Linked DNA regions of Mus musculus: all the other regions are linked to region 1. The links are chromatin contacts, called in public HiCAR-type, HiChIP or PLAC-seq and Micro-C maps. All regions are on one chromosome and are shown on one strand. Each heading gives the region's core, a stretch centred on a gene start, on an enhancer-like site or on the middle of the called end of the contact. The rest is flanking DNA. Distances are from core to core; before and after follow the strand shown.

Region 1 (4,749 bases), core at 947-3,446:
CTGAAGAGCCTCTGAGGGCTGCACCAGAAACAGGTTTCTACCGCACGTGGACTTTCCAGGCTGGACGCTTGAGGAGGTGCTGCCTCAATAGGGAGTGAGGAGAATCAGGGAGGGCAAAGTACCCATACTCACAGTCTCTCGGTGTTGCGGGGGATATTCCTGGGCACACTGCGCAGTGCCAGCCCATGACAGTCCACCGTGCTGCCTGAACAGGAGCACTGGGCCGGGCACGCCTGCGGCGCCACCTTGTTCAAGATCGACAACACTAACCCCAGCGATAGGGACAGTGTCTGCCAGCCAATGCCACTCATCTTCCCTAATAGACTCCTTGCTTTGAAGGACTTCTCTTGAGCTTTCGGTTGTGTAAAAACCGGGCAGTGTCCGAGGCCCAGTGCCTGGCGCTGGGCTTGCAGCCCACAGCACCCGGGGAGATGCTCACACAGTAATCTGGAACAGTGATATGGGGCAGGAGAGCTGACAGAAGCACAGGTCTTTCCTCTGCTCTTCAAGCCTTTCTAGCAGAGCAGAAGATCCGTGGGCAACTTCAAGTTCTGAATATCAATAGGCCCGACTCAGGCTGGGAGTAGACCCCGGAGCAGCTGTGAGGACAGTGCGCGACTTCAACTTGGCGGTAAAAGAGCTCCTACTTGCAGTGTCCGCGAAGATGCAGAGGCTGGTTGCTTGAGGACAAGGGAGGACTTCTGATCCCACGAACCCTCTAGCAAATCCGATTCCAGTGGAAAGAGTACAAGGCTGAGGAGGGAACTTAAACAGTAATGGTGGCCCTGATCAAAGTGGATTCCCCCGAAGCTAGAAGGCGCAAGGGCCTGGCAGGTCCAAAGCAGAGCCCTCGGAGAGACTGGTCATGGCGCGCGTGGGGGCGCACCGGGTATTCAGACAGCCTTGGGGGTGCCGGGCGGTGATGCGGGGCTCAGGGCTCAGCTCCCGGGGCCTCTCCACTCCTGCGGCACAGCAGCAGCCTCAACCGTCTTCTCCACTTCCCGACAGCCAAGGATGGCTTGCACACACACATGCACTTCACTGGAGGATATCTTGGCAATCCCGCCTCCCTCCCGGCGTCCTTGGCGACGCTCTGCACCAGGGCCTGCCCCTGAGGTCACACAGAGAGACAAAAGGGCAGTCGGACTGCTGCAGCCTTGCAGGAATATCCACTAGTCCTCACTCCTGCAGTGGGGAAAAATCCAGTAAGCCAAGTTGAGTAGGAAAGGTCCTCTAGCTTGGGCAAGATTTGCAGATAGGCGAGCCCAGAAGAGCAAAGCAAAGACTAGGTGTCCGCGATGCCAGTGCTGCTACTGTGCCCTGATGGATGACTACTAGGTAGAAGGCAGAAAGATGGGGATCTGCTACCCTGGCAGACCCCAGGCGACAACCGAATGGCAGTAGAGTGTGCGCGCTCTTGTCAGCCACTCTGGTCTCCGGGATACGCCGCAGCTCCGCAGCACACACCTGACGGCACAGGTAGAAGAAACAACAGCCAACAGCGACGTCCTGCTGTATGCAGCCTCTCAGCCACCCCTCGGGCAGCCCCTACAAGTGGGTCCTCAGCCTCAAAGTGCAGGAAGTTTCCCCAGGCGTTGGATCCGGTCACCCACTGTCACGGGAGGAGTCCAGCCGCAGACGTTGAGATGCCGCTTAGCCCCGGACGTTGCACCTGACTCGGCGACCACAGACTAGGCAGCGCTTGGCTTCCAGCCCCTTCCCCTCTCAGGGAGGCTTTCGGCACTCGCGGTTCCCGGGAGGAAAGTGGAGAGAGAGGGAAGGCGGAGACTGAGCAGGGACTGGCGCTCCAGAGCCCCAGGCAAGTGTCTAAACAATAGGACGGACTCCGCAGCCTAAGTCTCGCCTGGCTGCTGGAAGGTGGGTTGTTGTTGTAACTGGAGTTGTCCGCTCTGGCTGCTGGGCGCTGAGCGCAGCCAAACAAAAAGACCCCAGTCCGCGCCTCTGGAGTCGCCTGTGGGCCCCCGGGACGTCCCCTTTTTCTCCTCAGTACTCCCGCAGCCTCAGGAAAGCTCGGCAGCTCCGGCCTGCGCCCTGAAGCCTGGGCGCTCCCATCCCTCGCCGCCGCCGCCGCCTCCTTCTCCTCCTTTTTTTAAACCACCGTCTGCGGCAGCCACAGCCGCCGCCTCCTCCAGCCTCCGCCGTCCAGGCGCTCCGTAAATAAATAAGCCCAAGTCCGAAGTTAAAGCGGCCGCCGGTCTTTATATAGCAGCCGGAGCCCCCGCCCTTGGCTCCGCCCCCGCAAGCCTCGCCCCGCCCCCTGGCCGCGCGCGGAAAGCCTGCACCTCGCCCGGGAGAGGTGAGGCCCAGGCTGGCAGCTCCGGCTGCAGACAGCGGCGCGCGTTCCCGTACGCCCCTGCTCGCGCCCAGACTCCTAGGATCCAGCAAACTTGGCCACCAGAAAGAAGAGCTCGGGTCTCCTCCACACAACTCCTTGGCCTCAGAGCTGACCAGAGCCCAGAAACCGAGGTTCCCAGCGGGAGAACGAGGAGAGGGGCAGCTTTGAGGACAGCTCATAAATAAATGGAGAAGGCAGAGCCTCTGTTGTAGCTTTTTGAGTCGCGATCCTAAAGGGGACCGCTCTGGGCTTGCAACACTGAAAGAGAGAAAGAGAGAGACAGCGAGATTATGATTTTAAAATTAAAACAAAAACAAAACAAAACAAGAAAACTCTACTGAAATAGATCTGCCTCCGTGAGCGCGCATTTTATCCCCCCCCCCCCCCCCACACACACACATTTTGTTTGGGTGGCTTCAAAGTTTAGAGTTGTAGCAAGTTGGGAGTAGTGTTTTCAACCTTCTCTCTGGCCTTCCCATCCCTAAGCCACCGTCTTCGGTTAACCCTTTCTTTATAATCACTTACTTAAAAAACGCCATGGTGAGGGATTTGGTTGCGTGGGCACTATACAAACTCACACAACTCCAAGGGTTTGGATAGGTCCCTACGGTTTTACTCTCTTAGCTGGCAAAGGGAAGAGGAAGTAAATCCTAGCGATGCCCATTATACTAGAAGGCTTTCCTTAATTCAGTGCCTAACTGGACACCCCACCCCCATCCCCACCTCACCCCTACCCCCATCCCCATCCCCACCCCTGCACTGTTTTGAAAATGAATTTCCTCCTTCCTTCTTGTCTCTTCAGTGTGATGTCTGGCAGTAGTCAGCATCTCTCAGCAGACACCAACGCCGCTATAGGTTTGAAATAACAACTAAATGAGTCAGCTTCTTCCCTTGCTTTTAATTTCCTCATCTTCTTTGCCTGTAGTCACGTTCTACTTTGTGCCAGCCCCTACCATAAAGTCAGTTTTACAGTAAAGTATCATTCGTATAAAATATCTGACAAACCTTGACCGCGAAGTCGGCCCAGTTCTCTTTAGCATTTTTTGGCATTTAACAAGCTACCTGTAACTTAATAGGTTTCCTGATCAGTGTTTTATTTCATAAATATGAACCGTGAAATCCCTCCAACATCTTTATTTTTGCCTATTTAAAAAATTTTTTTTCAGGATATCTTTCTCAGGTCATTTTGCCTGCCACTGAGATCCAAAAGCCCTTCAGAAGATATTGTCAAAGACAGGCTGTCCCCTCATAAAGTAGATTGGAACTCTTGGTATTATTCATTTGAATGCCATTTATTTGTATGGCACCATTCTTAAAAAGACTTCAGAACATTTGACATTCATGCATTCATTTGTCCTTCTAGATTTTTGCTTAAAGGTCTGTTATATAACTAACTTCCTTGAAAAGAAAAGAGACACCATAGTCACGTCTCCTTATGACTTGAAACACAGAACACATGTCTGTTGCAAAACAAATCGTCACTGATGAAGGATTCCCCCAACTAGTGAATTTTCTTTATAATAATAAAGTATGTAATTTAGGCATGGTTTTTACATGCACTAACTCATTTGCTGTCTCAACTTTGACATGTCATTGGTAACATGATAAGTTTATCCACTACACGTGGTTTATTGTTTTATGTGCATTTTAATTGCAGAAATCTACATTCAAAATATTCATAAATAATACCACTGCAATTAGATGCAACAACATTCAGGTTTGAGTCTCTCTCTGTCTCTTTCTGTGTGTGTGTGTGTCTGTGTGTGTGTCTGTGTGTGTGTGTTTCTGTGTGTGTGTGTGTGTGTGTGTGTCTGTGTGTGTGTGTCTGTGTGTGTGTGTGTCTGTGTGTGTGTGTGTCTGTGTGTGTGTGTCTGTGTGTGTGTGTCTGTGTGTCTGTGTGTGTGTGTTAATATCCTTTCTGCATAAAATCAAGAGGAGATTACCATTCACACAAAATGTGCCTATGGAAAAACTTTTAATTAAATGAAAATTTATATTAGATATGACCAATGAATTTCTTCAAAAAAAAACAATGGTTTTAAGTAATTCTTGTTGTTTTTGAGCTAGTGAATTTTTTGTGTGTGTGTATCAACAACCTTCAATTCAGAAACAAACATGAATGACAAAGTAGCTTGAAAACAAAAGGCAGCATCACCCTGTCCTTTCTTCAATGCTACTGAAGGATGCTGTTGAAGGGCCTTACATGCATCCCAAACATTCACTTTCAAGGGTTCACTCTTCCTAGGTTTTGTTGCTCCCAAAGGAGTTCTGAGTTTCTCTTTGATTGTTGTAGCTAGCCCTAAGAAAGACCTCTGTGGTGCCTCCAGTCACCACACGAGGTCTCCAGAAATCCTGACCTGGATTAAGTAAGTGGAATCCACTACAGTCAGCAT
Region 2 (4,749 bases), core at 1,067-3,566, 2.5 Mb after region 1:
TGGATCCGCGTCAATCCTTCACAATAGGTTTGTGACTGGCTAGAAACCACATGACTTCCCAGAACTGCAGACCCACCCACACTCAAACAACTGCCCAGCTTCTTCAAGAACATACTTTCATTTCCAGAGAACCTGCTGGTCAGGGTTCCATTAAGTTTACCTGATACAAGGAGAATACTCTCTTTAAATCTTGGGGCCTTTAAGAACTACAACCCCGCCCTGTTTTATGGCAAATACATTTAAATCCAGAACTCCAGGGAATGAGGCAGGTGGATGTCTATGAGTTTGAAGCCGGCCAGCCTGATCTACATAGTTCCAGGACAGCCAGAGCTACACAGCAGAGACCCTGTCTCACAATGCAAAATACACACACAAACAAAAAGGAACCCCAATTATAGTAACACTTACATGTTCAACATTTCCCTCAGCTTTCCAGACACCAACTTATTAAAACTCTCTCCCGCACTTGTAAATTGTGGCAGGTCATCATCTTTGTCTTTGGCATAAATTCCTAAAACAAGGCCCTGAAAAAAAAAAAAAATCAAGAAAGATAAATACAATCAGAGTAGATCCCCCAGAAAGCATTGGCTGTCCAGATGCAGAAGGGGCAAGCAATCCCATTAAAACTGTCTTTTTCCGCAGAGGCCAAGAGCAGAGCAGCAGCCTCCACCGCAGCAGCTAAAATCCCTACCAGGGCAAGACTGGAACTGGGTTATGTGAGACATCTTGGGCCAACCCTAAACCTGAAAATCACTTGTTTCAGATCTACTGTCTCAGGGTTCGGTCGTTTAAAATACTTGTGTTTTGACTCTGTCCACTCAAGGGTTAGCTGCAGGACTTCCTACAGACATTCAGAAGTGAGTGAACACTCAGTTTTTGGAGTGCTTCAAATTTCAGATCAGGGATGTCCACATTGTTTAGTACCCTGTCAATCAGGGAAAGTGTGTGACTTTGCAGAGAGGGCAGAAGAAGCAGGGCCTTCTGCCAAGCACTTAATGGTGTGGCTCCACATTTCTGTCACACGCTCCCCGCCCCAAACACCTGAAATAAGGATGTAAAACCACTGCTCATCATTTGACTTCACAAGGCAATTTACGACTTTTAAAATACTGCCTCCCTTACGGCCACTTCAAGGAGTACTTTTCTCTCATTTGCCAGATAAGGAAACCTAGTCCCTGACACTGGAGCTCCTGCGTAGTTAAACTTTGACAGTGCACATGCCTTCTTTCTGGTCAGGGCCCTTTCCAAAAAACACCCCAGGTACTCCGGACCCATCTTTCCACTGAAGAAAACAGGCGTCCTTAGCAATGGTAAGTGCTAGGTTCTAACTTTCCCAAGATTGTTCATTCTGGGGTTCCATGAGACCAACCTGGGACAATCCAATGTTACCGGCCAGGGCTGGAAAGGTGTCTGCCTAACTCCTCTGCTATCTGTGATAACTGCAGGCGACCTGAGTTCAAAGCTCCATCTGGAACATTCCTCCCTCACCAGGTCCTGGAAGTATGACCTGGAAGTACTCCAATGAGCCCTTCCAGACTTTTCCCATCTGAGGGTCCTTCATAATTTCTCAGACTATGGAGAAGACCCTCTTCCAATTTCAAGATGACCTCTCTCAATAAAACCCTTTCCCCTAAAAGGACAGAAACCCAATCCAGCAGTTTCCTCCCCCAGGGCCTTCCACTTCACTTCAGCGGGGGGAGGGGTCCAGGCCCTGTGACTGGCTACTCTGGAAGCGTAGCAGGCTTTGGGACAATCCTACCGTCGTCCTTTCTAGGGTCTCTGTGAGAACTAAAAGAATTGGCGAACTAGGCGCGTGTAATTTTTCAGAGCTCAGTTAGAGGAGTCAGTAAACACTGGTTAGGTGGAGTGAGCGGTTCTGCTCAGCCTTCAGAACCCAGCACTGTCCAGTTAGGAAGAAAGGACGCGCCCTCGGCAAACAGCATCGGCCGCCCTCGTCGCAAGCCGGGCCCAGGCTGGTGTCCTGCAAACCCAGGGAACTTTTCTGTTCAGCTCATTTCTGCAACTTGATGCGTCCGTCCGACACATCGCGGCCTGGATACGCCGGGTCACCCTGCTGCCCGCCGCCAGGGCTCGCGCGGCCGCCCGAGAGCGAGCCGCCTCCACTCACCTTCGTCATGTCTGCGGTGGACAGACCCCGATCCCAGAGACCTCTCACTCCCAGGCGGCGGAGCGCGACTCGCGCGGCAGCCGGAAGGGGCAGCAAGTACATCTTCTCGGCTCGGCCCTCGGCGCCGCCCTCCAGAGAAGGAGCACGTGGCGCGTGGCAGGGCGCGCGCCTGGAGGCGGGACCTCCGGGGTCGCCGGACGCGCGCTTGGAAAGCCGGACCTGTGCGGGGCCTTGGGGGCGGGGCCGTCGGCAACTGGGCGGAGACCCGCTACTGAGCCTTAGGGAAGGGCGGCAGGCCCTTGGGGGCGGGGCTTCTGTTCTTGCGGGCCGGCGTCGTGGGCGTGGTTTCTGCGGGCTCAGGGGCGTGTCGGCTTGCTCGTGCTCGCGTGGGAAGCCTGAGAATTTGGTTTAAGGCAGTTTAACAGAAGTATGTCAATTTTATTTAACAAGTTTGTGTATACATGGAAGCCCTTACAGGAAAATGAGGATCCTGAAAGTGATCAGGTCCAAGTGCTTATATTGAATAGTAAATAGTTATGAAAAAGTAACTAAGCATAAAGGAAAACAAAAAGAATGTAATAATTAGCTAAATAAGGTTCATTTGGGCAGATTTCTAGCTTCCTTAACGCCTCACCTCGGGTAAAAGTATTTGGGGTAGCAGTAGTTTACATGGTGGTTTGACGTTCTGCTTTGGGGTTTGGGAGACCCAAAGATGGCTCTTCTTGCATTTAGTTCTATTCAAGTGCCTTTTAGGTGCAAAATATTGATGCTCAAGTGGCATACTTTAATGTAGCATATCTGCCATCCTTCATTATCCAATAAGGGCAAGAAGTACAGTGATTACAAAAACTGTTTTGAAGAGTGTCTTATGTAGACATCCGGATATGGGCCATGATTGTCCCCATTAGTAGCCCACCCTCACTACTGACAAGGCTCATATTTTAAAGCTTTGGTCAGCAGCTCTTGGTCAGCAGCTCGTGGTGCTGCAGGGAGGAGGTGGAACACGTAGAACATGGGACCTAGTAGAAAGAAGTTGGGAGGTTTCAAGGAAAATGCTGTGATCCCAGGACCCGGCTGCCTGTCTCTGATTCACCACAGATGAAGAGGCATCCCATCGTATGTGTTCAGCATAATTGCTATGCTGGCCCTAAACCCGTGCACTGAATGACCACGGGAACCTCTGGAGCTAGGAACTAAAGTCTTTCCTCTTTTTAATTTGACAGCTTCAGAAAGTTTTGTCCTGGTGATAAAAAGGTTACTAACGTAATAAGATCAAGTTCCTTCTGCCTTTTTTATTTTGTTTAAGGACATTTCTTCCACAAGAAATGCCTCCAGACCATCCCACTGTGGGTTTTATGTCTCCTACTCCCAAAGCAACCTGTCTCAAATTGCTAATCACCTGTATCCTGCTCGTGTGTGTGTGTGTGTGTGTGTGTGTGTGTGTGTGTATGTGTGTGTGTGTAGGACGTGGCTTTCACTTCTGTGTATTCATGCCAAAATCTAGCATCTAGTCCATATCTAGGGCCTATGCAAACAAGGTGCTCATAAATATTTGAATGAAAGTATGATCAAAGTCCAGTTGAGGTTGCAGCATTTAATTAAAGACCAGGCCAGCTGCCAGTGGGATTTCCTGATAATAAACTGCATGAGAAGTAGAAAGATAATTAAAGGGACATCGGGATCAGGAAGCGCATAGGCTTGGCATGGGGTGGAGACATCAGCCTGCTCCTAATAAAAAAGAAGATACAAAGACCAAGTCTCTGGTTTAAAGAGAATCTTAAAAGGCAAGAAGCCCATTTACTGTGGATGAGGGAGTCAGCAGGGAGCCAGGAATGATCTTCATAGAAGCTGCAGGGAAAGCTATGCTTTAATAGATGCACCAGTTAAACCCATTAAAGCCCAGGCACCAAAATGTGTGTGGGTCAGCTTAAGGGAAGGAACCAAAGCACTTCCCCTTTGGGGTAATCCGACCAAGAGTGAGCCAAAGTCCGACCTCCCAGCTTCTCTCCCTGTGTCTTCCAAGGATCTATGGCTCCTGTTTCCTGGCTTGTCTGCAATCTGCCTGTTGTTAGGAGTCTGAGTCTGTGTCCGCCTCAGTGCCGTCTTGTGAATTTATCCCTCACAAAGCTTTTAGCTCTCTCTTAATGAGCAATGCAGAAAGCGTCACATGGGGGAAGGGAGGGGGCTACTTTACAGAAATCTTTTGCAGTTTTACAAGGAACTGAACTTTGCTGATTCCACCTGACCCAGGAGCCTTCAGAAGACTAAGGACAATAAGGCAAACTCTTGCAGCCTATATCCAGGTTGAACAAAGAGGCTGATTACACAATAGGACATAATTCTGAAGTCTTAAAAACTTTCAAGTTGTGCTAACTTGGCAATGGGGTCCAGCAAAAGTTTCAGTCTCAGAATGTAAGAAAGCTTTTCATAATAACTTATCACCACAGAGAGACGATGCGTATTGGTGTCCAGGATAAAGAAAGAGCAATAGTGGGGAGATCACAAGTGGATAATTATTGTCACTCATACATTCCGAAAGGTGCTGAGTCTGTGAATTGTAACCCTCATCTTGATCTTTCCTATTACCTTCCCGTAATAGAAGCTTAAAAAAGAAATACAGT
Region 3 (4,749 bases), core at 1,381-3,880, 2.5 Mb after region 1:
CAGAAATGCTGTCTTGAAAAATCAAAGGAAAAAAATATGCATAAAAGACTTATATTTCTGTCAGACCTAATGAAAAAGAAAATCAACAAAATTTGTGGGTTTTTAAATAAACAGCATTCATTAGTTTTACATCATTATACTCATATGAAAAGCTCATTTTAAGCAATTTATAAGGACTCAGAAAACATGTCAGCTAGTGAACCAAACAGAGAGCCAGCAATTTATGGGGACTCTGCACACATCTTATTCCCGGGAAATGTTCCAAGATATATGCAGGGCTAAACACACAGATATAAAGTCAACAATAGACACCTTGCTGACAAGAACACAGTGTGCAAAGAAGTTGGAACTCTTACCAGTTCGAATTTCTTCCTGATCAGTCCCATTGACATAATCCTGACTCACAAGGGAAGCAAAGCAAGCCTGAGTGAAGGGAACATAAAAATGTTATATACACAGCAGCTATTAGGAAAAGAAAGGGCTTCTCCTGAGGCCACTCAATAATAAGTGGACACTTTGCACCTGTACTTGAGAAGATATCAGGCCAATGTAGACACCAGGTAAAGCCAATCCCAGCTGGTCTGGCACCTGAGACACTGGTATCTGCTGGCCTCATCACACGGTCTTATTCCTGCCACCTGCCTCTTCCTCACTGTCTTATTCCACACCTGGAATACCTTTCAACCCCACCACGGCCACGCCACTCTGGCTGACCCTTACATGAACTGTATATATTACTATGTCAAGATGTCATCTGTCTACTCTTTCTTTCATGCTCTACAGTGGAGCTTGGCAAGCTTTTCAGAAAAGTAACTGATGTTACTATCCACTCTTCAGCCACTGTTATTTCTACCAACAGCTCTGCCTGTGTGATTCAGCACTATAGTCTAAGTACTTGGGATACCATTTGGCATTTCATAAGTAACAGGTGTCTGTATAATAAGTGGTGTCATGCGGATAACCAAATCCCAAAGAGGGAGTTTTGAAAGGGTGCCAACCGAGCTGTACATGTGAGTGCGCCACAGGGGCACAAGCAGCCCTCAGACAGACAAGCATGACAGCAGCTGACAGAGGAACACAGTCTGAGAACAGACCCCGACAGCCTTGAGCAAGCACCGAAAAAAAAACCACAAAGACACAGAACCAAATTTAGGTTCCGAACACAAGTCAAAACTACACCCAAAGTTCCTCTCAGAAGCAATGAATCCTCCTGGCTAGCTCCAGATCTGATGGATGGAAACAGTCAAAGGATTTCCCACTCCTGTAACAGCTCGACCAACCAGACTGCCTATTCTGTGTACGGTAAAAGTTAAGTCTTGTTGGACTTTTGGGGCGTGAGCATGATGTGCAGATTTCAGAAAACCTATGGCCCACAAAGCTTGGGGGCGGGGGGGGGGGGGGCTTCACCAACGGCAGTAGGCCATGCAGACTTAAAAAAAAAAAAAAAACCAAACCTAACTGCAAGCCAGGCAGTGGTGCTGCACTTGTTCAATCCCAGCACTAGGGAGGCAGAGACAGTTGTGTGTCCAAAGTCAGCCTGGTCTACAGCGCTTGTTCCAAAACAGCCAGGGCTACGCTGAGAACTTGTCTCAAAACAAAACAAAACAAAACAAAAAGACAAAAACTAACTTCAGAAACTTTAGTTCCTGCTGCACCTCCCAGCCCACCCCCCCCCCCCATCCTTTGAAAAACATTTAAAGCATGGACCTTTATGGACAGTCAGTCTTACGGAGGTTAAAAACAACGCGTGCCCTTCTATTAAAAGCCCAGTATTTTAGGACTGGTGCGATGGCTAATCCGGTAAAGATGTTTGCCACCACACCTGAGTTCCATCCCTGCATCCAAGAGTGGATGGACCCAAGCGTTCTACTAAGGTTTCCTCCCACAGTGAGAACTCAACTTATGCCAACAAAGAGCATTTACCAAATGAATAGAAAGCGAAAGCCAGAGAAGTCAAGGGATGGCACCCAAACAAGCTAACAGGTAGGCAGGTGCCAGGGGCCATTGGAAGGTCTACACAGAACACTAGAGAAAAACAGGAAAAGCGTCCAGTATGTGACCTGGAAACTCAGAGGACCTCAGCCGAGTGGGCCCGCTCCAGGGAAGACCAGATCCTACTAGACCCGCAGGGGATCCAACGAGCCCCGAGGTGGATGGGAGTTGGGCGAACTTCAAGGCCACGGTCTCCAGAAATGTCGCGGTTGCGGGGGCAGACCTGAGACGACCGGCCACAGGTAGTACCCAATCTACGGCAGGCGACTTCCATTCTCCGGTGCCCCGCCTCTACTAAACGCCGGGACCGAGAAAGGAGTTAACCTGCGCGCCTTCCGCACGCCTGTGAGGGCTGCACAGAGACGCCCACATCTCGGCTTACCTCGAAGGATGACTCCAACTCGTCCACCAAAGTGCTGTTAGATGGTCTCGGGGCCCCAGGGGCTGCTTGCAGAAGCGACGCCTGGCCTGGGAGCCCGGGCGGCGGCGGCGGGGGACCTGGAGGCTGCCCAGTGAACATCCCTCCCAGGGACGCCGCCATGTCTGCAACGGCGGGCGGAAACGACACCGGGCCTGTGTGCGCAGGCGCGGGCAGCCTGATCACGTGGCAGGCCTGGTCACATGACGGGCAGTTCGCCTATTCGCCCGGAGAAAGGATTTACCATCATCCTTGTTTCTGTGCGGTCTGCCCAATTTATAGCCGACCTGGGTTTACTCTTTTTTGACCTAAATACTAAATGCTGGGACTGGTTTAAACCAGTCACTTGCAGAGACCGAACAAGGGCGCTGGCCTCCCTGCCTCCAGCCAAGCCCTTGGGCTGTCCCTAAAGACCTTAGCCGAGTCTTTTCTGCGCTCCTTTAGAAAAATGAGTCATCAGTTCATTCTAGGGTGATTAAGGGCTTGAGATGTACCAAATGCCAATCTAGTCACTTGTTCTGGCTGGAACAACACAAGTTCCCTCTAAATTCTGGCGTGAGGTGACATCCTGAAGGATACCAGTGTTCCTGGCACTTTTCTAATCGTATATGATAACACCGGAGGGAAAGTGACTGCATCTGTTTTCATAACGGCTTTAATGTTTGCCTGTTCACTAATTCAGAAGCCAAATAGCCTTGTTGTCGTCGTTGTTGTTTAATTTTACAACACTTAAAAAAAAAAGAAAAATTATCAGCTGACCAAGTTTTCGCCGAAAGATTTCCTTGCCCTAGACAGAGGGTAGGGAATAAGTGACAGGAGACAGGATGAAGGAGAAGAGAAGGATGGGGAGTGGTATTTGTCACTGGAGGATAAAAGACTGCCTCTAGATAGAGAGGAGACAGATGCGGCACATAGTAAAATGGACATTTATAATGGTATAAAGGGAACCCCTGTGTTAGAATGATGTGTTCAATTTTAGTTGGACAAGTTAATTAGGTGAGCCAACGGGGACTTTTCATTGCTGGACTTCAATACGATGATATCTTCACCTTGGTAGTCAGCCTCAGGAAGTGGCCAAATAAGTGAACAAACCTCGGTGGCTAGCTTTAGGAACACAATCTAACAGTTCTTAGTAAAGCAGAGGAAATGGAGGAGCCGAACAAGGATTGCCAGAGCCATGCTCAAGTGGACTAGTGTCCCTTCAACTTAACTGAGTCCTTCTAGTTTCCAGATAGGCATGTTTAATAATCTAGACATAGTAGTAAATACCCCAAATAGGAAGAAAAACCTCATAAATACATACAGCATTATTTGTAGAGATAAGTACTGAGGGAAAATGCTTGGGAGTGGACAGCTAAGTGCTCTTTGATGTGGAGGGCCTCTCTAAAGAGATCTCATTTGGAATGAAAATTTAAATGGAAGACCTTTCTAGAAAAAAAAACCTAAAGAAATACTTTGCGGGGTTAGTCAGGTTTTAGTTATCTATATGCCCAACATCCAGAACTCTGTCTAGCAAATATAGAGAAACACTTGTTGACTGAAAAATAAGCGCAGAGGCTTGAGCAGATGGCTGAGCTCGGGCTGGGAAGGCTGCATCTCAGCACTGGATTGGCCCAGGCTGCAGTGGGCCCATGGCAGCAGTTTCTTGAGTCTGACACTTAACTAACTTGTCTCAACCATGCTCTGAGCACAGATGAGGAGGTGCTGGGTCTATGTATGTGTGAGGTGGATACCATCAGAACTGTTCACATTCATTCTGGCATTATCTTGCAACGTTGTGACAAAAGAAAGGACCATGTAGAGATTTCTTCAGAACAGTCATCTGTTGCAGGATATTTGATCACATTGTGAACAGTGAGGCTGTGTTTCTAGTTGTTGTGTGGCTCAGCCTTAGCACACACCTTTAATCCCTCTGGCTGGAATACAGACATGCCCTTTGGACACACCTTTAATCCTAAATAATGAAGGTAAAGTTAGTTTGTAAGTGATGTCTAATTGAGACAAATAAATGAATCAGAGAAAGATTTTGACAGAATAGGATGAGAAGAGGAAAAGGGAAGCTACTTAAGAGAGCAGTGCAGGGAGGGGGGGAGAGGGAGAGGGGAGGGGGAGAGGGAGGGGGGAGAGAGGCAGTTTACCAGGAGAGTTTTACACAGGTTGAAGAGAGAACAAGCTAGATAGACACAGGTAAATACACAATGAGCCAGAGAATGAGAAGGAACCAGAAGAATTGAACAGATTCCTAGAGTTAGTATTAGGCAAAGCAGAACAATTCGGGAGAGGCTGAGAGAAGGAAACCTGAATGAATCAGTCAGCCTAGAGATGAGTTTGAGCCAGAA
Region 4 (4,749 bases), core at 886-3,385, 2.3 Mb after region 1:
ACGATGATATTACCAAATAGTTACAGGCAGCTATTTCCAAAATTGTGGTCCTCCTAATGGTCATATTAATATTTTATATAGCCTGATTATATTTTTGCCTTAACACATTTTATTACAAAATGGCATACTCTGTGCTGTTATATTAATATACTTAATGACATCTCAGTGCAAATGTTGCCATTTTGTGACAAGGTGATCTGTTTTTGTTGTTCCTTCGGGAGAGAAGATTGAGAAACTCCGCTCCTGTCTCAGAGGGCTTGGATTTCAGGAGTTCACCACCATACCTAGTCCCAACACACATTTTAAAAAATTGTCTAATTTCTTGATATTAATGCAAGGAAGAAATGAAAGGGATGAAATGAAATTAAATAGTATGCCTTTTAGTATATAAATTGAGTAACTTGATGATGATGTAGTATTCGGGTGCTTGCACGTTAGGAGACTTGCCACCAATGTGGCAAGTGTGTGTTCACTCTCAAATACCAAGAGTCACAGGGCCACTGATGTGATAATCCAAATTAGTGAATATTTTTTTGGTTCAGTATTCTCATTCCATGAAGGCTAATTTTCTTCTCATTTGCACAGTGGTTGAATTTCTGTAAAAATGATATTATTTATATACTAAAAATAGCATTCTATAAAATTTGGAAATAAATAGGAAGCCTGTATTTAATACATGGACTCCTGTGACCCTGATCACCAAAGATTTTTGTCCCACGGAGTTGTGGGATAAGCCTAAGGTTCTCTTGGTTGCTCCTCTGGGTGCTCTGTAATGCCTGGGAGGTAGACAGGGGTTCACAGTTGTGGTATCACTGTCCCCATTTCACACCCAACTGCCGTTTGTAATCACCTGATCAAATAGTTAATTTTTCCCACCTATAAAATGAGTATTGTTATTGGAGGGCGAGAAGTTTATAAAATAAAATATATTAGCCAGGCAAAATCATAATAATGACACTATTGCCACTTCAGAAAAATCTGACCAGGATTCTGTCTTGTTTCTCAAAGTCCATTGTTCAAAACCAAAAAAAAAAGCCAGAAACGATTTTGGTTCTCTACCTACCTGCTTTCCCAGTCTAAGGGGCAACAACTTCAAAACGCAACAAGGTTCAGCCTCGGGTCTGTCTGAGGTAATGGCACAGGTTAGATGAGCTCCTTTGCTTTAACTGGGTAGGCTTGACTTTCCAGACCCATCTGGTGCCCCTTGTAACTTCCTTTCCCACTACCACCCTTTCTAGCTCTTGCAGGACTTTTTTTCCTTGTCGCTACCTCTTTCCCTACTCTGAGACCGAAATCTGGCGATGCCCCGCCCCCAACCCACCCCCAAGTTTCGGTCACTAGTGACCTTTGAGTGGACGATGTGGGGAGATCTCTAGCATCACTGAGCAGGTCCTATCCAAGGTCAGGAAGGGGGGCTTCCAATTCAGTCCCACCGTGTAGTTCTGAGGTTCCAGCTCTATTCCCACTTTGAGCTCCAGATCTCAACCTCCTAGAATCGGAGTGGTTAGCTCCCTCATCCCCACTTCTGCCCTTCAGCATCCCGCCTCCTCTCTTCACCCTCGCTCTAAGCATCAGGGCTGCAGGAATAAGACCCGCTCTCTCATCTGTCCCATCTACTACTACAGGATTTTCTAATATTTTCATTCTGATTTGCCGATCTGCTAGGGACTAAAGCCAGCATTTCTTCCTCTTGGCCTGAGCTATCCACCTCGGGCTGGATCGCTCACAGTGGAGTTGGAAGCTCCAAGCCACCCAGTTGGCCAAGGAGAGGGAAGGGAAAAAAAAAAAAAAAAAACCCTGCCCAGGGCACCGCCCCCACCTCCTGTCCCCCAACACCCCTCAGAAGCTGTCCTCTTGCAGGTATAGCCCGCACCCTCTCGGAAGCATCCGCAGATGGTAAACCTCACGTGCAAGGCGCCAGCGCTACGCTGCATGGTGCGGGTGCCCGTGAGCCAGCTAGCTCGCGAACGAGCACGAGCAGAGGAAGGTGGTGCGCGAGTGGGCCCGGGAAGGAGACACCTCCGGAAAGAGAGCCACGCGGCTGTGCTGGCAGGACTGCAGTGCCACCTCTCTGGAGAAAGCTCTCACGCCCGTGCTCGAACGCACGTGCACACGGCCAGCGGTGAGAGCGCGCGAGTCAGAGCATTTCAGTGCAGGGCTCCTTAAAGCGATGGCATCTGCCCTCAACAGCAAAATTCACCCGCCAGGAACCTGCGCGAGCTCCAAAGCCGACGCCCGCGGTGGCTCGGGCTGGAGAATGGACTGTGATCCGGAGATGCACGTGAAAATGTGCAAGAAGATCGCTCAGCTCACTAAGGTAAGGCGGGGTGCTGCGGGCAGACCAGCTGTGTGCCACAGGCACCCAGAGTAGGGGTGGGAGTGTAGAAGCACCCCAGGGGAGGACCGCACTGAATCCCCACAAACTTTGTCACAGAGACCAAAGGAAGCTGTTCTGTATCTGAGTGAAGTGACCTTCTGGAGACTGCATTTGGAAGCAGCAGACAGGATTCTTTGCCAAGGAAACTCCCGCAGCCTGCTTGCTTAGCAGGTGGGCTGTGCTTTCCCAAGGCTAGAGGGTGTGTGTGTGTGTGTGTGTGTGTGTGTGTGTGTGAGAGAGAGAGAGAGAGAGAGAGAGAGAGAGAGAGAGAGAGAGAGAGAGAGAGAGAGAGAGATCATGTTCCCTTGCCAGCCCTGTTCAAACCTTCAAACCATCATGCCTGGAATGTTGTGATTTTATTCTCTATATCTGGGGAGATCATGTGAGACCTATTTAAACACGATTCATTAATTCCTTCATTCAACAAATATTTGAATCATTTGTTGAGTGCTAGCAGTCTTTCGTGGCATCGTACTAAACCTGGAAGGAAGCCCAGGGGACTTACTGTCAAACTGACTACAGGCATGTGTTGGATCATAAATGGGAAAGGGTAGGATGCTGTGTATGCTTGTGGTAATGGAAAAGACCTTGGGAGGTCAGCCAGCCCATATCCCTACTTCATCTCAGGATCTTGGTTGAATATATCCAGTATGTATACTTGAGATGTTGCCAATGCAGGTTGTTAATCCCTGGCAATTTCCCGGTTAGGAACAACTCCGCACAGATTCCCTCCACATATCTGTAGAGATGTCTTTCCTGCAGGGTTTGAGTAGTTTAAATTGTTTACTTGGTATTTTCCATTTGGTCTCAAACTCCTAGCACAATGCCTACTAGTAAAGACTAGCTCCAGCGTTTGTCCCAGAGTATAATGAATGACATATTCTGATTTCTTTCCTAAACATCTTCCTCTTACTTTCCATACCTGCTTTTCTGAAGGATGGATGAGCATCCTTACCACACTGGAATCCAACATAGGGTGAAACAGAACAGCACTCGCTTTCTTCTCCTGACCTCCCATTGGCCTCTTCATATTCTTTGCACAAGAGCCTGTCTCCAGACAGTCGTGCCACGATATCTAACCCAAAGGTGTCTAATAGCGCCGATCAAAAACTTACTTAAGTTTCTTATATAAAAATGATTTTCGTATCTGAAAAAGCAATTATAGGATCCGACACCTTCCTTGTCTTCAAAAAGCTAAAGTTTTTGTTGTTTGTTGGTTTGTTTGTTGGAAGAGAAGCAAGATTTGAAATAGCAAGAGCAATTAAAAGCACACAACAAGAGCTATGTGTGATACTTCAAGTTATGAGTCCTATGAAAGTGGAAACAAAGCAGGGCACGGCAGTGTGTGCAGAAAGAAGGGGAAAATTATGAAAGAATTATCCTTGACTTGTGATAGTGATGATCTATGGGGTGCCTGCTCTATTTAAAAGATTGAACATCACTTTTATTTTTGTGTACGTGTGTGTCTGTACATATACCCCATTGGTGGGTGCCTATGGAAGCCAGAAGAAGATGTGGGCTTTCAGGAAGCTGGAGTTACAAGTGACTATGAGCCACCCAATGTGGTTGCTGAAAATCAAACTCAGATCCTCTGTAACAGCAGCAAATATTCTTAACCACTGGGCTATCTCACTAGTTTCATATACTGAATATTGGTGCAATAAGCCCTAGGCAGGTTCTGTTCTAGCTAGTAGAGTCATTTTGAAAAAGGGGACTCTGAACTGAGAAAAATGCCTCTATAAGATTTCCCTGTAGGCAAGTCTGTAGTTTTTAAAATTATAGTTGGTGTGTCTAGCTGACTGTGTGTGGTGCTATTCCTGGGCAGGTGGTCATGGGCACTCTAAGAAAGCAGGCTGGGTAAGCCACTGAACAGCACTCCTCCATGGCCTCTGCTTTAGTTTCTGCCTTCAGGCTCTTTCCCTGACTTCCTTGGATGATGGACTACCAATTGTAAGGAGAAATTAAACCCTTTCCTCTCCAAGTTGCTAACAGTGATAGTGTTTTATCACAGCAATAGAAACCCTAACAAAAGCGTAGCCCTTTCCTTTATGGTATGTCAAACACATAAATAGATTATTTCAATGTAACTGGGTGGTGATTCAATTCAGTAATATTTATGGATTACCTATTTTGCTAAGCCATGAAGACTCAGCAATACAGAAGGCAAACACCATCCCTGGTGCATAATCAGCAATATTTCTCAGAGTTCTCCGTTACAAATCACGATTGAGTCTTACTATGTAGTACCACTCAGTACCACTTTTCACACTAATTTCTTAAGGTGAGATTTTTGTTTCTGATAAACCACTCTTCTTTTGCCTACTATTTGTACGGTGCATATTTTCTACATTTGAACATTTAGTATTTCCATG
Region 5 (4,749 bases), core at 607-3,106, 2.3 Mb after region 1:
CAACTCCTTACTTGCAGAGACGTTATATTGTATGTGCATACGAGGCAGATGTTATACTCTCAAATAGGCTGAAAAACTATTTGCTGTCACAAAATAAGCCTATCCCTCTCTATAGAATTTCTTTAACTTAATCGCAGAGAGAGGACATTTACACCAAAAGTGAGAATTTAAAGTTAAATTTTTAATGCTGGAGTTATCCTTTTATCTTAATGACAGTTGAGGTTTCCAGAAAAGACTTATCTTATTCACATACATTTTCTCTATCACTGATATTTTACTGTGGAAAATAACAAACATAGCTAAATATATTACTTCCCCAAAGTAGTAGCTTTTACAGTACCTGTAAGAGAAAAGTAAACAAATAATTTAAAATGCCACCATCGTTCTCTTCCTCCTCTTCTTCCTCATCAGACTGGTGAAATGAAGTAACAAACTTGGCTGTGAAGTCCATGACCCTCTCCACGGCAGGTTCACGCTTATATACCACCATAGCATACTTAAGGTAATGAATAAACTCCTCCTGAAAAGCTGTTTTATCATCCATCTGAAAGAGAGAAGAAACGCCTCCAGAAGCTGCATTAATAAAAATTCTTTATTCCCAACACTGCCATAATACTGCTGAAAGTGTTACCCTTAGGTTAAACTCTAAGGTTTCTTAATAAACTATCAATTATCCAAATCAAGGAAGGGAAAATATATCCGCACAAACTTCTCTTCAGTATATAATTTGTACCTCTGAGAAAACACAAAGCATAAATCTGAACAGTGCAAAATTATCTCATTTTTCTCTCAACGCCTTTGGATTATCGGTATTTTTCTTACCGGATTAATGCAAAACAAGCTTCGCCATAAATGACTCAAAATCAACAGCTTTGTGTTTATTTTACTTAGGCCTTCCTAGCATCCGTCAATTTCCTTCTGTCATAACTTACACATTTTGCTCCCTACCCTTGATCACTTTTATATGTCCTTAACTTTCCGTGAACTCCAAAACAATGTATCTTCCTCACATTCGCTGTCCAGTAATTCCCCGCCGCTACACTCGACACACAATTGCCATGTACGGGAAAGACTGGGTGCTTATGGTTTCCCTAGCTGGTGAAATGAAGGTGGTTTTAAAGCTTAGGAGTTGGTTGAAACAACTTCATCGATTGCCTGAGATGAACCAGAGACCTCCAAGGAAATAAAGGCGTCTGAGATTCCCTGCGCAGATCAACAAGTCACTGAGGAACTGAGGATAACGGATAACTCCCCGCATCCCCTGGCGGGATGAGGATGGAGAAGACGGGTGACTGCGTGTGGCCGACGCCGGGCGTTCTGCTCACTGGCTGTGGCCGGGAGACCTCGGGCGAGCCTCGGATCCCATCCCTCCGTCGCGGGGCGCGCAAGGGCAGAAGGCGAAGCCCGGAAGCCGAAGCCAGGCCGCTTACCGCGCCGTACGTGCGGCTCAGCGCCACCACCAGCTTCGCCTGGTTCTGGTGCGGCTGCTGCGCCAGCTGAAACGCCTCCTTCACAGAAAGCCGCTTCTTCTGCGCTGCCATGGCGCCGGGACGGGAACTGCCCGAGAGAGACTGTGGTTCGCGATCCGAGGAGGACTCAGTTTCCCGCGGCTTCCGACACCCTAGCCCTGCAAGGCTCCGAGTGACGGGTTAGCGCCAGAGTTTTCAAACAACTATCGCGGGAGGATGAGATCTCGCGAGACTTCCGCCGGAGGGAGGGTCGGAGAGCGGAGACCTGAGGGTCCCGGAGCTGACTCCACCCTCCGCTCCGCCCCGCTGCTGGGACGCCTGGGGTGTGGCCTGCCGCTCTCCCAATAGGAAAAGGTGTTTGTATGGGAGGCATGGGCGGGGCCGGAAGTAGTGCTGTGGAGGAGCGCGCCTGAAGTGGGCGTTCAGCTTTCTGAATTAAACTGGTGGCCTTCGGTGCCTTGCGGGATCTTGTGGTTGGGAGTGAAGGGAGAAAGCGGAGGACTGCCGCAGCGACTGGCTGAGAACGGGTAAATCCCGAGCGAAGGAGTCGTTTGGGAGATGTCGTACGGAGCCCGCCCGGGGCTTGGGGATGTCAAACTTTCCGAGGGCGTCCTGGACGAGGGCCTCCGCAGTCCTTCGGACCCCGTGGGTCCGGGCGGGAACTGCCCGTCCGCGATGAGACAGTCTGGGGGACTGGGAAGAGAAAGGCAGGGTCAGTTTAGGCTGCAGCCGCTTGGAGATGCTCCAGCGTGACGGATGTGCTTGACAAATCTGCCTAACAACTCTGCTAAGCAGAGGAGAACGCAGACAGTATAAAAGGAATTTGGGGGTCTTGACTAAGATCGCGTGCTGGATATATAAAATTATTTCTAAATGCCTCACCTGGGACATAGGACATACCACTCCAAAACCGGGAAACTTACTTGGTGTGTTGCTTGATGACTTGGGAAACATAAATGCAGCCACCTATTCCGTCTGTACTGGAAATCTACATTGGTGACACGTATCAGGAAGAGGGCTGCCTCCAGACTATGTTGTTCTGTAGGTACTCTGGGAATCCCTAGAGGACCTGGGGAGATAATGATTCATGGGTAAAGTGCTTGCTGAACACACATGAGGATCTGAAGTCACATGTGATATTTCACATACAAACACCAGATGTTAACATTTGTATGTAGTCCTAGCACTTGAGGGTGCTGAGAGCCAGACAGTGGATCTTAGGCTCATTGATCTGCCAAAGTAGCAAGCTTCAGGGTGGCTGAGAGCCTTTCTCAAACAGTAAGGTCTAAAGTAATCAGTGAAAACACTCAATGTCTGTCTCTGACCTAAACATGCATGTACCACACATACAAGATAAATAAAACTTTAAATAAATGATAATAAGATGAGAACCAATATGTGTGTGTGTGTCATTTGTTTTTTATGTAAACAGACAAACTAAAACTTAGAACATATTAATATTTTGTGACAATCTGTGACCTTTCATTTTAGGTGCTTGCTGCCTTTATTGTTTTGTTGATTAAAAAAAAAATGTCTCATGAGTATTTTATCTAGTTATTTCAGTATCAGTGAAATATAAGGAATCTGACCACCAGAGGTCAGTATGACTATGTTTTGATTAGAGTTGTGGATTTTAGTAACGAATGTTGTATGGATTTGGTATGCTTTGGACATCGTAATCGTGGAACTTTTCCAATATGCTACATTAAATTCATACAGCATAATCTCATTGTAAAGCTTACATAGTTCTTGACTCTTACTTTTATTCTGTGAGAAAGAACAAATACATATAGGAATAAATTTGTGTCTTTGATAAGCTTAAGAAAATAACAAAAACTAAACAATGTACACCATAAGGTTCTTGGATTCCAAATTTTAGATAAGTAATTCTTGAAAACAACTATACGGGAAAATGTTTAGACTAGATGTGCTTAATTTGTTTTGTATATACATGAAATATAAAAGAAAATAGCAATATAATTAGTGTATGTAAAGTTTGTATGTCTTATACCTCTTGTTGATTTTTTTAACATGCAGACTCTTTGAAATGAAAACAACAAAAATATAAAAAGACAGGAAAATTAAAAGCTAGCCTCTCCTGTCTCAGTTAAATACAGACCTGACAGACTATAACAAAGTACTCTTTTCGAAATGAAGCAGATTATATAAACTAGATTTGAGAACACTTTTATGTTTGTTGCTTAAAGGTAAAGTTAGAAGCATTTTGCCTTCTTTTGCTGTAGAAGCAAATACTCCCTTTATTCCTCTGTTCTTGGAAAGTTGGTGTCTTTATAATATTCATTTATTCTATGTGAGGGTATGGAATACGTAACTGTACTGGCTAGTTTTGTGTCAACTTGACACAGCTGGAGTTATCACAGAGAAAGGAGCTTCAGTTGCGGAAATACCTCCATGAGATACAACTGTAAGGCATTTTCTCAATTAGTGATCAAGAGGAAAAGCCCCCTTGTGGGTGGGACCATCCCTGGGCTGGTAGTCTTGGTTCTATAAGAGAGCAGGCTGAGCAAGCCAGGGGAAGCAAGCCAGTAAAAAACATCCCTCCATGGCCTCTGCATCAGCTCCTGCTTTCTGACCTGCTTTTGCGTTCCAGTCCTGACTTCTTTCAGTGATGAACAGCAATGTGGAAATGTAAGCTGAATAAAACCTTTCCTCCCCAACTGCTTCTTGGTCATGATGTTTGTGCAGGAATAGAAACCCTGACTAACACTGTGGTCTTCGTTCTTCTTGAGTTTCATGTGTTTTGCAAATTCTTAGAATTGGGAACAAAACACCCATGAAAGGAGTTACAGAGACAAAGTTTGGAGCTGAGACGAAAGGATGGACCATCTAGAGACTGCCATACCCGAGGATCCATCCCATAATCAGCCTCCAAATGCTGACACCATTGCATACACTAGCAAGATTTTGCTGAAAGGACCCAGATATAGCTGTCTCTTGTGAGGCTATGCTGGGGCCTAGAAAACACAGAAGTGGATGCTCACAGTCAGCTATTGGATGAATAACAGGGTCTCCAAGGAAGGAGCTAGAGAAAGTACCCAAGGAGCTAAAGGGGTCTGCAACCCTATAGGTGGAACAACAATATGAACTAACCAGTACCCCTCAGAGCTCGTGTCTCTAGCTGCATATGTATCAGAAGATGGCCTAGTCAGCCATCATTGGAAAGAGAGGCCCATTGGTCTTGCAATCTTTATATGCCTCAGTACAGGGGAACGCCAGAGCCAAGAAATGGGAGTGGGAGGGGAGGGGAGGGTATGGGGGA
Region 6 (4,749 bases), core at 1,624-4,123, 2.1 Mb after region 1:
AATGGAGGAGCTAGATAAAGTACCCAAGAAGCTAAAGGGGTCTGCAACCCTATAGGTGGAACAACAATATGAACTAACCAGTACCCCCTGGAGCTCGTGTCTCTAGCTGCATATGTATCAAAAGATGACCTAGATGGCCATCAGTAGAAAGAGAGGCCCATTGGTCGTACAAAATTTATATGCCTCAGTCCAGGGGAACGCCAGGGCCAAGAAGTGGGAGTGGGTGGGTAGGGGAGTGGGGCGGAGGGTATGGGAGACTTTTGGGATAGCATTGGAAATGTAAATGAGGAAAATACCCAATAAAAATATTAAAAAAAGAAATGATTGTGCTTTTAAGGTACTGTTAAAGATTGACTTGCTACATAATAACAAATGATTGATACAATAGGTATAGGAAGTACTTGTGACAACACTGTCTTTCTACAGAGTATCAATAGCTTCATATCACATATTTGGTATGTTAAAATCTGTTGCAGCTGAATTTTTGGTGTAAAAGACAATATTGGATATGACCCTCTTTCTCCTGTTGGCTTTCTAGATATTCTAATTATTCATCAAGTCAATAGATAACAATTAAGTATCAACTGAGTATCAGGAATAACACTAGATGCTTAGACTGATATGACCTGACCTTTCTATGTTTATGGGGATTGTTATAATGGACTGACAATACATGCTATGAAAGATTCTACGCTATTAACAATGAAACTGATTTCCAAAATTATTTCCATGTTGTTGTATCTAGTCATGGTTTCCTCCTTGTCTCAGAAAGTCCAGAGATGTGTTCTATTCCTCTTTGTATTTTCTCTTTATTTGGGAGAAATATTTAATTCCCCCTTTCATGGGACTTACACATCTTCCTATTGTGTAGCATAATATATTACCCATATTGACACTGGGCTTGGCAATGTTACTTGTTTTAACCATTGAGACTTAAATGTGATCCATGTTGAGACTTGATGGGCTAGGGTGGGGGGAGATATCTAGGGGGTTCTCCATTTCCTCAGAGGAGGAAAGGGGGAGAGGAACGGTGGGGGAGGGGGGACAGAGGTCTGGATGTAAAGTGAATAAATAAAAAAATGGTCATGATTAGGGGCTAGTAGCTCTCATGCTGCCTTTTGGAACCCTGTGACAGCCACCATGTGGACAAGTCAGGGTAGACCCTTGAAGAATAGGAATACTGGTTTCTGTGATCCTGGCAGACAGCTATTCCCCCAGAAATGAAAGTCCCTTTATCTGTGAAACCACCTCACTATCCCATAGTTGATATTTTAAGCTATTAAGTTTTGGATGGTTTGTTAGGCTCTCATAGTTATTTAGTCCACCATTCCTTTCAAGTTAGCATGAGCACATACTTTCATTAAGTAACTTTAATCAGACACTTCTAGAAGCTGGGCCATGCTTTTGGGTCCTGTTCTCATGTCTCTTTTGATGGTGCCTGATGAGCTTTCAGATGGAAACAACTATTCCATCTTCCCACTCTAAACTATGGAGATAAGCCACTCCTATTTTAAATTTCAGTTTCTGAACCGCCATCTAGACTATCTCTACTCTACACATCACCTTATTCTAGCCTCCCAAATGATAAGATTGCAAACATATATTCATAAACACATGGCTTCAAACTTCACATTCGAAAATTTCTGATGAAGATGTAATGCTACATTTTTACTTCTGATGCAACAAACGCTGAGCAATAAACTACTCTAAGAAGAAAAAAGAATGATAGATAAGACTATACCACAAGATAGGGCAATACAGAATTGAGAATTTGAGTTCCTAAGAATTAAAATATTTTTTTCCGCAAAGGTGAGTATAAATGCCCAGTAATGTACAGCACTTCTCTGTAAACTCTGGATGGCTTACAAGCTCTTGGTCCCCTGTGACAATACTGACATAAGTGTAGAAATGGCTCTGGTGCAAAAGTTTTTTTTTTTTTTTTAAGTAATTTTAAGTATATACTTAATCAAAAGATTCTCCTCTCCCCAAGGAAGTTTTCTCTAGCACAGAGCAGGATCCATCTATAACAATTACAAAGTGTTAAATCCCATGCAAGGTTAGTTCCCCCGATTTTTGTAACTAATCTCGCTTTTCAAGATCTCTTCGCTTCACAAAACTGATGTCCTCGCACATCTTTTCTGGATGCAGTAGGATGATTGGCAAGCGCTTTCGCTGAAAGTGAAGATAGATGACATTGACCCTGAAAAGTTTCCAGCACTTAAGGAGCTGCCTAGCCCAGCACCGCCAACTCTTGAGGCTTCCACCGTACTCCCCTCTTGGAACTCGAGGAAGCAAGCATTTGGGCGGAGGGAGTTAGAGGCTAAACCCACTGGGGGCAAAACATTAGAAGTCTGGGGCCGAGCTGCTATCTGGAAAAGTGCGAACTGGCTAGGCTAGGAGAGCGCTCAACGCGAGAGGACTACAAAGCCCAGAGGGCACAGCGTCGCTCTCTTGCGCTCCTCTACGGGACCTGCACGCAATGGAGGCTGGGAAATGAAGTCTTCGGACTTCCAGCGCTCCGCGCGAGGGCAGAAGGGAGGCGTTGCTGGTCCGCTCCTTCAGCACGCGGGTTCCTGGCTGGCCTCCGGGTTTCTCGCTCCCGCTCAGGGTTTTCGTGGACGGCGGGAGCAGTATGGCTTGCCTGAGTAAACTCTGGGGGGAGGAGGGGAAGGGAGTGGGTAAGGAGGCGGGGTCAGCGGAAGCGGCAGGTTGCTTCCTTCTCTCCGCGCTCCCTCCCCGCCTCTCCCCGAGGGAGCGGTGGGAGGGGGAGGGGAGGGCAGGAGGAAGGTAGTGACACGTGTCAATCAACCCCCCTCCGGGGGGCGCGCGCTCCGGGGCTCGCGCCGAGGGCTCGCGCCCCTGCCTCGTGCCTGCGCCGCTCGTATGTAAATGAGGGCGCGTGACGCGGGACGCAGATGGACAAGGGAAGAGAGAGAATGGCCGCTGCCGCCGCTGCTGCCGCCGCCGCCGCTGCCGCTCAGTGCCGGAGCCCTCGGTGCGCGGCGGAGAGGAGAGGATTCCGGCGGGAACTCGACTCTTGGCGCCACCGCCTCATGCACTGTGTAGGTAAGAGAGACACGGGCCGGGCCGGGCTCGGCGCCACGGTGCGGCTGCCGGAGGAGTTTGTGGCTGAGGGGTGTAGTTGGAGCTCCGGTTCGGGTCAGTTCAATGGGGAGCGATGGGAGCGGCGGCGGCGGCGGCGCGGCGGCCCCGGCGGCGCCTTTTGTCTCGGGGCTCCCTGCCCGGCGCGGTCCGCGCCCCGCCGCCCGCCTGCCCGGCTCCGAGCTCCCGGGGAACTGTTAGTTCGGACCCACTCTCCGAGCACCCCGCGGAAGCAGCCCGCCCGCTCGTGCTGCCCCGAAACTCCTCGGCGCCCGTCGCCACCCGCCGGTGCCCCTGTCACCGCGGCTCTCCACCGGGGCGGAGGGGACCCTGGAGCGGCGAGCCGGTCCGCGCCCCCGGCCGGGCGCTCACACACCCCCTTCTTGCGGCCCTGGGGCTGGCGGCGAAGACGCTGCCTAGTTCCTGGGACGCGGGACCAGGGGTTGCGGGGCGCTCGCGGGGCGGGGGGCGGGGGGCGGGAGAGGGTCGAGGGGCGATGGGGGCGGCGCCTGAGGGGCGGGGGGCGGCCGCCTCTGCCCTCTTGCGAGTGGCCTCGGATCTGTGTGTACCCCTTTAAGAAGGAGCCGCTCGAGCTGACGGTTGGGATTTGAAGTTCTTCCTCCCTCTTTGGAAGTCTGGACGGATGGGGGGTGTTGCTATGGCGACGGCACCCTCCCCACGCCCCCCCCCCCTTTCCTTGAGGACGCCCCGACGACTCCGGTCCTCTTTTCGCTGTCATGTGATGGACTCGCGTAGCCCTCCCCGCCTCCCATTCCTGTTCAAATGCAGTTCAGTTTTCCGTTTCGGTGGGGTCTGATCGGTTTTGCTTCAAACTTGCGCGCTCCCGGCTGTCATTCAGTGGGCTGCTCCGGGTAGCGGGAAGTACTGGGACTCCCTTACCTTGTTGCGGTCGCTGCTTTTCCTCACTCAGAGTGCGACGTGTGCCCACAGCTGTTACCCAGCAGGTTGGTTCAGTGCAACAGAGGGGCTGCGAGCGGAGGGTGTGCTTCGGCAGGGGTTACGGGGTAGCTTTTGAGGGGAGGAGGTGGGAGTGGAGGCTGGTCGGTGTTAGGAGTGGGTGGTTGCGTCGGTTTTCTTTTCTGACGAGTAGGTGTCAGCCTTTGGAGTTGAGTGTAGTAAGCTCAGTTCCTTGGGAAGACAACTCTCTCCTAACCGTGTTTTCATCTGTTCTTGCGCCACCTCGCGCCCTGTCCCCCTTCCCCATCCCTCGCAGATTTGCTTGGGTAGAGCCCTAAGGTCTGTCTTGTTTTCACTAATCATAGTAGATGAAACCAGATGCAACTCCAGTTCAGTAATGTGCCATACAGAATTATATATATATATATAAGCAGAAGGGAGGGCACTCTGATTTAGGAGCATTTCGGCGATGTTTAAGCAGTTTGCTCTTAAGAGCAGTGTGTCACCTCTCTAAAATGTATTTTGGTTTTATCTGTGGCAAAGTTATATGGAAGCGGGGGTGTGGTGTGGGAAAAAAAAAACAACCCATACTAAATGTGTGTCCGTACTTGTATTTCATGAATGCAAAGTGGATTCGTTTTGACAGTTACTTCTGTTTAGATCTGTTCCGTTAAAAACCCGCCTAGAAATAGTCGCGTTCCTTCTTGTGGTGTCCCAACAAATAGCACT

Evidence for each region. Hi-C and Micro-C count contacts between places; a contact is called where the count stands out from the background. HiCAR-type assays count read pairs that join an accessible place to other places. HiChIP or PLAC-seq counts read pairs in DNA pulled down with a chosen protein or histone mark.
Region 2: a contact with region 1 is called in a Micro-C map of embryonic stem cells, with 7 times the contacts expected there. The contact joins the promoter of Lap3 here to the promoter of Slit2 in region 1. A contact is called at or near these places in 6 of 39 promoter capture datasets (the 3T3-L1 cell line, 3T3-L1-derived adipocytes, frontonasal cranial neural crest and 2 more), 3 of 484 Hi-C or Micro-C datasets (cardiomyocytes, embryonic stem cells and olfactory sensory neurons), 6 of 115 datasets of contacts at active chromatin or transcription factors (astrocytes, embryonic forebrain, embryonic hindbrain and 3 more) and 1 of 9 other capture datasets (embryonic stem cells).
Region 3: a contact with region 1 is called in a HiCAR-type map of astrocytes, with 6 times the contacts expected there. The contact joins the promoter of Med28 here to the promoter of Slit2 in region 1. A contact is called at or near these places in 2 of 39 promoter capture datasets (embryonic stem cells and liver), 4 of 115 datasets of contacts at active chromatin or transcription factors (astrocytes, embryonic forebrain, neural tube and 1 more) and 1 of 9 other capture datasets (embryonic stem cells).
Region 4: an H3K4me3 HiChIP or PLAC-seq map of embryonic hindbrain shows a contact between it and region 1, with 6 times the contacts expected there. The contact joins the promoter of 9630001P10Rik here to the promoter of Slit2 in region 1. A contact is called at or near these places in 4 of 39 promoter capture datasets (embryonic stem cells, hippocampal neurons, liver and 1 more) and 1 of 115 datasets of contacts at active chromatin or transcription factors (embryonic hindbrain).
Region 5: an H3K27ac HiChIP or PLAC-seq map of embryonic stem cells shows a contact between it and region 1, with 16 times the contacts expected there. The contact joins the promoter of 1600023N17Rik here to the promoter of Slit2 in region 1. A contact is called at or near these places in 4 of 39 promoter capture datasets (embryonic stem cells, hippocampal neurons and liver), 4 of 484 Hi-C or Micro-C datasets (the N1E-115 cell line, cerebral cortex, embryonic stem cells and 1 more) and 3 of 115 datasets of contacts at active chromatin or transcription factors (astrocytes, embryonic stem cells and stem cell-derived neural progenitor cells).
Region 6: a contact with region 1 is called in a HiCAR-type map of astrocytes, with 7 times the contacts expected there. The contact joins the promoter of Lcorl here to the promoter of Slit2 in region 1. A contact is called at or near these places in 1 of 39 promoter capture datasets (embryonic stem cells), 3 of 484 Hi-C or Micro-C datasets (embryonic stem cells and uterus) and 5 of 115 datasets of contacts at active chromatin or transcription factors (astrocytes, embryonic forebrain, embryonic hindbrain and 2 more).

What each region holds. Positions count from the first base shown.
Region 1 is chr5:47,980,602-47,985,350 of GRCm38.p6, reverse strand. It overlaps Slit2 (slit guidance ligand 2), which reads right to left and starts at 2,196. Exons shown (of 36, transcript NM_178804.5): 1 at 133-2,196. The coding sequence starts at 311.
Region 2 is chr5:45,490,941-45,495,689 of GRCm38.p6, reverse strand. Lap3 (leucine aminopeptidase 3) reads right to left here and starts at 2,316. Exons shown (of 13, transcript NM_024434.6): 1 at 2,129-2,316; 2 at 409-524. The coding sequence starts at 2,230.
Region 3 is chr5:45,518,110-45,522,858 of GRCm38.p6, reverse strand. Med28 (mediator complex subunit 28) reads right to left here and starts at 2,630. Exons shown (of 4, transcript NM_025895.4): 1 at 2,375-2,630; 2 at 357-423. The coding sequence starts at 2,533.
Region 4 is chr5:45,636,661-45,641,409 of GRCm38.p6, reverse strand. 9630001P10Rik (RIKEN cDNA 9630001P10 gene) reads right to left here and starts at 2,135. Exons shown (of 4, transcript NR_102378.1): 1 at 1,874-2,135; 2 at 1,064-1,121. It overlaps Fam184b (family with sequence similarity 184, member B), which reads left to right and starts at 1,909. Exons shown (of 16, transcript NM_021416.3): 1 at 1,909-2,317. The coding sequence starts at 2,171.
Region 5 is chr5:45,666,815-45,671,563 of GRCm38.p6, reverse strand. 1600023N17Rik (RIKEN cDNA 1600023N17 gene) reads left to right here and starts at 1,856. Exons shown (of 1, transcript NR_073433.1): 1 at 1,856-2,863. It overlaps Ncapg (non-SMC condensin I complex, subunit G), which reads right to left and starts at 1,639. Exons shown (of 21, transcript NM_019438.1): 1 at 1,431-1,639; 2 at 341-544. The coding sequence starts at 1,541.
Region 6 is chr5:45,855,664-45,860,412 of GRCm38.p6, reverse strand. Lcorl (ligand dependent nuclear receptor corepressor-like) reads left to right here and starts at 2,873. Exons shown (of 7, transcript NM_001163073.1): 1 at 2,873-3,066. The coding sequence starts at 2,916.